Regions from separate parts of the Mus musculus genome. Here region 2 is linked to region 1. The links are chromatin contacts, called in public ChIA-PET maps. All regions are on one chromosome and are shown on one strand. The core of a region is the stretch at or near the end of the contact, and the rest is flanking DNA. Distances in the headings are between cores, read along the strand shown.

Region 1 (3,942 bases), core at 986-3,485:
TGGCCATATGACCTGGAACTAATGTTTCCTGGATACATACCTGTGCAAAACCCTGCTGAATCCTCTTGCGGGGAGGCCACCTCTTCCTGTGTAGCAGACGCCTCTCCTGTCTCAGCTACTTCTTCCTCCAGCTTGGGGTGCAGGACACTTAGACTCTTCTGCGGAGACTGTGGGCGCAGCAGCAACTCAAAGCCTGGCAGTATAGTCTGGTCCACCTGCAGGTGTAGCTTCTCCCTGATCCAGACCAAGGACGCATTGCCATCACTCTGCAGTCTTCCCTCCTGCACCAAACTACAAGACAGAGCAGGAGCTGGCTCAACAGACCCTCCTCACGTGGCTTCCTCTGACCCCTCCGTCATCCCCTTGCATCACACGTTGGAAAAGACCGCCGGGAAGGCAACGAGAATTGGCTTCAGGTTCCATCCCAAGCAGAGCGTGTGCGCGCACTAGTTTTACTTACCTGGTCCAAGTGGAACTTTGCTGCCGGGGACAGATGGCTCCGCACGGGGCTAACGAGAAGTCCTAGAATAAAACAATGAGATCCCTTTCCCCGTGCCTGCGAGGAGTGAGGGGCAGACAGCAAAACAAAAGCAAAGCAAATCTGGGCACAACCTTTCTGGGGCAAAGCTAAGCTGAAACTTTTGGGATTTTTTTTTGATTGTTTTTGAAACAGGGTTGTCCTGGAACTCACTCTGTAGACCGGGCTGGTCTCGAACTCAGAGATCTTCCTGCCTCTGCCTCCCTAGTGCTAGGATTAAAGACATGCACCACTCCCCAACTCCTCCCCCACTTTTTTTTTTCATAAGATGAAACTCTAAGGCTAGCAGCAGCCTCTGAGGTTGCCTCTACACTATGGTGCTGTGTGGTTTGTTTTTTTTTTTTTTTTTTTTTTTTGGTTTTTCAAGACATGGTTTCTCTGTGTAGCCCTGGTTGTCCTGGCACTAACTCTGTAGACCAAGCTGGCCTCGAACTCAGAAATCCGCCTGCCTCTGCGTCTGCCTCCCCCCGCCCCCCTCCCACCCAGTGCTGGGATTAAAGGCGTGTGCCACCGCGCCCAGTTCTATGGTGCTGTTTTATATCTTCAGTCAGTGAAGACCAGAGAGTCCACTCACCTCTCCTTAAAGGTGTGGAAAGCTCTAAACAGCACAGCCTTTCAGCAAATACCAAACAGAAAACGCTGCAAGAGCACCAATACTTTTAAACAATCCTTACTAATGCTTACAAAGCACAGGCGTATTTGGCTTGCATCGTGTCCTCTGGTCTTCCAAAGGATCTCGGTAACAGCCACAACTTTCTTTTACAGGTGAGTAATATTAGGTGTGTAATTTAGCTAACTAGTTAACAGGTTTGAATCTGATCCTGGTAACCTTAGCTTCTGACCTTTGTCTCTGCCAACACAGTAGGAATTCAGGTTCTCACAACTTCTTTGCATCTGCTTTAGTTACTGCTGCTTAGGTAGAGCAAGACAGCGCTGCAATGAAGGGACAATTATTTCTCGAGTTTGAAAATATCCTGCTTCTAACAAACTGGAAGAGCTGTCCGGAAATGTCTGAACCTCCCCCAAACTTTCAGACAGATGTCCGACTCCTCAATACCTCCTCGTGCGGTGTCTTCATTCCCTCGCCCTTCTCCAGGACGGACTCATCTTCCAGAGGTCCCCAATGCAGGCCGGGCTGCAGGGGTGCTCCTACACACCAGACCCCCAAGTGCTGATTCCTGGATCTCGAGGGGCCCACGGCCAAGCCCTGGGGGAGGCTCCTTAGAACAAGGATGGCAGGGCTCGTACCCGGCGGGCAGGCTTTGAGGCCCGGAGCAAAGCCTTTTCCGGAAGGGCTCCATCCTGAATCCTGGCCCAGGGGTGGCTCTGGGGCTGCAGGGAGACGGGAAGGCAGTAAAGGAGTGGTCCATGAAGGCGTGGGGTTGGGGAAAGAGAGGTACAGGGTCAGCTATGACCCAAGAGTCCGAGGGATTAGCAAGGTTCTAGTTAGTAGGGCCCTTGAATGGTTGGGAGGGAGTCTAGTCTCTTAGGGCACCGGAGCAGGATCCCAGGCTCAAGAGAAAAAGGGATGTAAGGGAATGCGCTGACTAGAAAAACGCTGTGGCCATCTAGTCCAGGGCTGAGGGTCGCAGACATCGCAGGTCACTCACGGTGCGGCTCTATTTTCCCCAAGATCACCTCCTCCACCTCCTTCATCGTGGGACAGAGATTCTCTCGCCACTCCCCTCTACCGGAAGTGAGCGTTTTTGTCCCGGTTCCTCCCGGAAACAGTCCTTGATTTTCAAATTTAAGCTCAAGGAAGAATCCGGGTGGTTAGGCATCATTGAAGGATGGACCTGGGAGTTTGGAAGTACTTGACAGATAAAACCCTGTCCGATGGGCGATACGAACCTAGGATTTCAGAGGCCCGCTAGTTTCCTGCATCTGGAAAAGCGGAACCCAACTCACTCACTTTAGGTAGCGGCGAGTCGGACAGCTCGGCTAATTAACCTCACATTTTGTCAGGTGATTGCCGGAAGTGGGCGGAGCACCAAGAAAGCCTTGTTTGGTCCGGGCAGCAAGCCGGAAGTAGGTAGAAGAAATGGCGGAAGTGGTTGGGGAGCTGGGGGCCCCCGAGGGGGCGGTTCCCATTCCCATCTCGGAGCCGGATGTTTGCCGAGCTTTGACAGGCGTGGCAGAGGAAGCATTGCCGGAACGAGGTGAGCTGCGGAGCGCGGGGTCTCTTTGGGCGTGGTGGTGGGGAAGAGCTGCTCTGGTCAACGGAAGGAATTGGGTCGGAAAGGGGAAAATCCGAGGCAGTGGGTCGGGAGTGGAATTGGGCCCGAGGGCCTGGGTCTCTTCGCTGCCGGGATTTTTCCCATTTCGGCGCCTGCAATGAGAAGACAGCCACTTTCTCTGACTTGTTCCTGCCCTCCCTCTGCAAGGCATAGGCCAAGCCAGAGCAAGCCGGTGGGAGGGAGGGAGAAGTCGTCCTGATCAGATCTGGCATAGCACTGAGAGCTAGAAATCAGGGGAAGTGATCCACCTTGTCACTTGATAGGCCGTGCTTTCATCTCACTTTCTTGTGAAACGAAATACACTCCATTCGTTGTTTGTTTTCGGACTCTATGCAAACATGATTATAGTTTAGAGTTGCAGCCTTGTAGGATTTGGGTTTTTCCAAAGTCACAAAACAGTCTGATTCCAGCACCAGCAAGTACTGTGACTTCAGTTTGCCCTGAGAAGTCTGGCTGCCCTTTCGTGGCGCCTCTTGGATCCCAGTGAACTTTGTGACCGACAGTCACTTAAGATCACTGTTGAGGGGGTTGACTTTAACCTAGAGAACACCTCAAACTGGAACTTGTGGGTTAAAATCCTGCGTCTGGGTTCTATGATCTGTAGCAGTTTGCTCCCTCCCTCCCTCCCCCCGCTTTTTGTTCAAACTGTAAAATGGTTTTTATAGCATATGCTGAACTACTAGTGCAGTTGTGAGGTGAATTTGTGCCCAGTTCATAGTACAAATATCCGTTTCCTTCTCCACTTATGAAATTCATTCATTCATTCATTCAGCTAATGACAGTCTGCTATGTGAAGACTCTGAATAAACTCTGGTGCTATGTGCATCACTCTGAATAAATTGCTTTGGTGTGTGTGTGTGCCCGCGCGCGCTCTCTTGTCGCGCATGTGCTGGAGAGACCCTGTGTATGCAGGCAAAGCGCTCTACCACTGAGCTATGGACTTAGCCCTTGAAATAGGTTCTTAAGCAATAACAGGGGGTTTGTGAAATCTTTAAAATGCATGCAAGGTTTCCATGGATCTGTTCATTTTTCCTAGTGAAAAAGTCCACAAACATCAAGAATTTCAGAGAGAGAGAGAATCACTGTTTTACAAAAGTCAAAGCCTTTGCCTGAAGTGATTTTTTTTTTAATTTAATTTGATTTATTTATTTTTTATTTTTCGAAACA
Region 2 (3,942 bases), core at 786-3,285, 530 kb after region 1:
ATTATTTAATGGAAAAGACGTGACTAGTAACAAATCAAGTCTAAGGCTCTCCCTGGTCTTGCCAGCGACTCCCTTTGACTTTGGGCAAATCATCTTACTACTGTTGCTCTTTATCTGCAAAAACTGGACTTCATGCCTATGGGAGTTGCATGGTTAATCAATGCCTGGAAAATGCGTAGTGGCAGATGCTACAAAAGTGCTGAGCCTTAAAAACAAAACCACCCCCAGCCCCCATTTGTATTCCGTTGAGGTTGAGGTTTATTGTTATTTAACATAGGAAGGCTAACACTACGTTAAGTCCAGCGTGCAGCTCAGAACAGAGATCACTGTCCAGATGGGATTTTTTTTTTTAAGAGCTAAGATTTTTTTTTTTTTTTTACTTTTAAAAAAAATTGTGGTTGGGGGTTATTTTATAACCCAACAATTCACCCGTGCAAGAGCATTAAGCTTCAAGTTGAAAACTATCGATTTAATAATTTAAATGAACCTCCTCAATGATTAAAAAAAAAAAAAAAAGGCCCTCCCCGCTCAGCCAAGAAATCTCTGAAAACAAGAATTCTTCTGATGTCGTCCCCCCCAACCCCCGCCCCTGCAGTTCTCCATGTTACAGTCCTTGGAGGTGGACTAGGCATAAAATACTTTCACTAATAAAATATGACAAACCGCCGGATTATACGTGGCCGATTCCCAGTGATTGCCCTGCTACACAAAGCAGAAAAGTAAATGCCATCATCCCCCTTAGAACAAAAGAACTTAGGAATAAAAAACATGGAGAGGGGGGCAGAAAGCAGCAATAAATAAAGGTGAGCGAAGGACCCCGTCCCCCGCCCCTCCCCGGAGCTAGAGTGGGACTCGGCACGGCTAATAAAGTGGTTCAAGGGTAGTTATTTGCAAAGGGGGCGGGGTGGCCGGGGATTGCATGTTGCATTCGACTTGAGCTTGCATCTTCTCCTGTTGCCTGGACCACTCGCTCCCCCATTGCAGTGCTTCCTCCTCGCTCCTGCCTCCTTTCCACCCCCACCCCTGCAAACTGCTGTTGCACTGGAGGGAGTTGGGGTTGCTCGGGAGCCCCCCAGCAGCTCTCAACGGCGGGAGGGGACCGGGGCTCGGGCCTGGCCGGGGCTGCGACGCGGCGGCGGGCCGGGAGTTTGGCGGCCGCTCGGCCCCAGCGCCGCCGCCGCCGCTGCACCGGAGTTTGGCTGCTGCTGCCCTACTTCACTCTAGTTTAGTTTCACTCACTTTACATCCGGGTTTTTTCCCTAGGCAATGGGTGCCGCAGCACACCCCGTTCCTTAGGCAAAGTGAAATAAATTCGCCGCACCGACACGTCAAGTAGTCCGCCCGCCCGAGCGCCGCCGCGGGCCCCCGCCGCCGCCCCGTGCCCCCGTGGGGGTCCCCGGCGCCTCCCGCGAGCGACGGGCTCGCACGCAGGGGCGCGGGGCGGCCCGGGACCGTCGCGGTCCAGCTCCGCCCGGCCCCCCGCCCGCCCGCCCGCTCTTCCCTCGTCCCCGCTTCCCCAGCTCCAGTCCCTCTCGCCCGGCTCTCGGGAGCGGCGGGGGCGCGCACGGCGGCGGCGGCGGGCCGGCGGGGCCGCGCGGCGGGCTCCCGCGCGGGCGAGTGTGTCTGGGCCTGGGCGGAGGGATCCCCGGGCTGAGGCGGCGGAGGTGCTGCGGCCCGGGGCCGGGTGGTGAATGGGCTGGTGGTGCTCGCTGCTGCTGCTGAGAGGAGGAGGAGGAGGATGAAGAGTTGGGCTTGTTTGTCTCCCACAGTTTCTCTCCTGCTGCTCTGATTCCTCCCTCCCCATTCCGGCCCGGGGCCTGTGTGTGTCTCTCCTGGAGGAGGAGGAGGCTCCAGTTCCTCCCCCCCACCCCCTCCTCCCCACCCCCCCTTGCCTGGGGAAGAGGAGGAAAGAAACAGCCCAGAGAGAGAGAGAGAGAGAGAGAGAGAGAAAGAGAGAGAGTGTGAGTGAGTGAGAGAGAGGAGAGGAGGAGGAGGAGGGAGAAGGGAACAACCTACCATCTTAACACACTAATATCTAAAAAGTGCGAGAGGCCCAGAGCAGCAGCAGCAGAAGCAGCAGCGGCAGCTCCAGCCTCTTCCCTCCCTCCCCATGAAGAAGAGTTCCCTCCTCCTCCTCCTCCTGCTTCTCCTGCTCAGAGTTCCTGCCTCCAGCTGCCAGGGGGGACAGCCAGCCAGCAGCAGGAGGGTGCAGTATCCCAGCTTTTTCCATTCTCTCTTTTCCTCACTCTCTCTCTCTCTCTCTCTCTCTCTCTTTTTTTCTTGAGTAGCTCTATTTCTCCTCCCTCCCCCTTCCCCCCCTCCCTCTCTCCCTCTGTCTTGTCTCTGGTGTTTGTCTCTGGGAAGGAGCAGGGGCTGCTTGCTTGGAGTTTGTTGTGGGGGGGAGGTAGGGGGAGGGGAGGGGTGTGTGGGAGGGAGGAGGGAAAGGGGGTGTTCTTGTCAGGACCCCTCAGTCAACTTGAGATTTCAGCAATAACTTCCCCTTCGGGGCGCCCCCCTGCGTGCCCTTTTCCTATTCCTCTCCCCCCCCCCTCCAGGAAAAAAAAAAAGACAATGGGAATACCTCGTCTCCCCCCTTCCTCCCCTCTGCCCTCCACCCCTCCCTAGGATAGATTGGAAGTAAGTTTATGAGCAGCCTCGGGAGCCTGGGCGCTGAGTACAGGGCCAGAGCGGGTGACAGGGGCGGCGCGTCGGGGGTGGCGGCGAGGGGGCGACACAGAGTCCCCGTGGGGGGTCGGGCTGGGGGGCCGCAGGGGCGGGGGGCGCGGGCCGAGGCCGCCCCCCGCGAGTGCCTGCGGCCAGGGGATGGCCGCCTGGGCCCCTTCCCCACCCCCACCCCCTGGGATGCTGTCGGGGGGAAGTTTTTATTATGGTTATTTAATTTTAAAAAATATTTTTTTGGGAAAACCATCTTGTTTGGTGACTGAGAGATCTGGTTTAAAAAAAAAAAAAAAAAGCTGCGGCTGCTGACGCTGCCGGGCCCGAGTGTGTGTGAGTGAGTGTGTGTTGGTGCATTTGTCTTGGGTGGCCGGAGCAGCGTTGGGGAAATTCCGCTTATTCTTCTTCTTCTGCAACTTGTTATTCCGAGGAGTCCGCCTGCACCCCTCACCCTGGGGCGGCCCTCCCGCCGTCGCCGCCGGCCGGCCGCCCCGGGACCCCGCGCGGGCCGGGGACTCGCAGGCCCCTCAGAGAGGGGCCGCGGCCGCCCCTCCCCCCCGGGCCGCGGGGGGAGGGGCGCGCGGAGTGGGACTCTTTCCGTTTGGTCCAGCCCCGCGGTGCACGCAGTTCCCAACACTTCTCGTCATCCTCTCTCTGCTCTCTTTATTCTGCTGAGCGGTGCTGTTAGGATTTCTTTCTCTCTCTCTCTTCGCTCGCTCTCTTTTTTTTCCTACCTCCTCTTCCTCCCTTGACCACGCTCGCAATGGTGGGTAGCTGCAAGGTGGCCCTGGCAGGGGAGGGGTTTGATGTGGACACTGGGGCACCGGGCGAGAGAGGTCTCCTTTCAACTTTGTCTTGTGGCTTGCACCCCGGGAGGAGGCCACATGCCGATTGTGGGGTGTAGATGTGCCGGGAGTGATTTCTAAGTAGTTGAGTTGTTGAGATGAGGGTACGACGGCTAGTGGTAGACAGGTTTTGTTTTCGTGGGTGAATTCGGTGTCATCATATTCCGGTCATATGTTGAAATATTCTTTGTTTAGGTCTTGAAGTAGAGGATCTCCCTCTGCACGTCCACATTGTGTTGTTTTTAAATGATGTTTCCGGGAGTATGGATTTCTAGAATCACAAATGTGATTTTAAGGTCTCGGCATGTGTGGGCCTCAGCACTGGCCTTGACAGTGAACTTTATGGCTGTGTTTTTGGACTTCTAAGATTTTATCCCATGGCTGGGATGCTCGTTATGCTTTTTCTTAATGGTAGATAATC

The links. ChIA-PET counts read pairs in DNA pulled down with a chosen protein or histone mark.
Region 2: a contact with region 1 is called in an RNA polymerase II ChIA-PET map of memory CD8 T cells, with 21 read pairs. The contact joins the promoter of Phf21a here to the promoter of Zfp408 in region 1. A contact is called at or near these places in 1 of 39 promoter capture datasets (pre-B cells), 1 of 484 Hi-C or Micro-C datasets (embryonic stem cells), 2 of 115 datasets of contacts at active chromatin or transcription factors (memory CD8 T cells and pancreatic cancer cells) and 1 of 9 other capture datasets (adipose tissue).

Annotation. Positions count from the first base shown.
Region 1 is chr2:91,647,556-91,651,497 of GRCm38.p6, forward strand. Zfp408 (zinc finger protein 408) reads right to left here and starts at 2,236. Exons shown (of 5, transcript NM_001347175.2): 1 at 2,149-2,236; 2 at 1,596-1,870; 3 at 461-522; 4 at 41-291. The coding sequence starts at 2,194. Arhgap1 (Rho GTPase activating protein 1) reads left to right here and starts at 2,563. Exons shown (of 14, transcript NM_001359970.1): 1 at 2,563-2,697.
Region 2 is chr2:92,182,147-92,186,088 of GRCm38.p6, forward strand. It overlaps Phf21a (PHD finger protein 21A), which reads left to right and starts at 2,036. Exons shown (of 19, transcript NM_001362829.1): 1 at 2,036-2,206.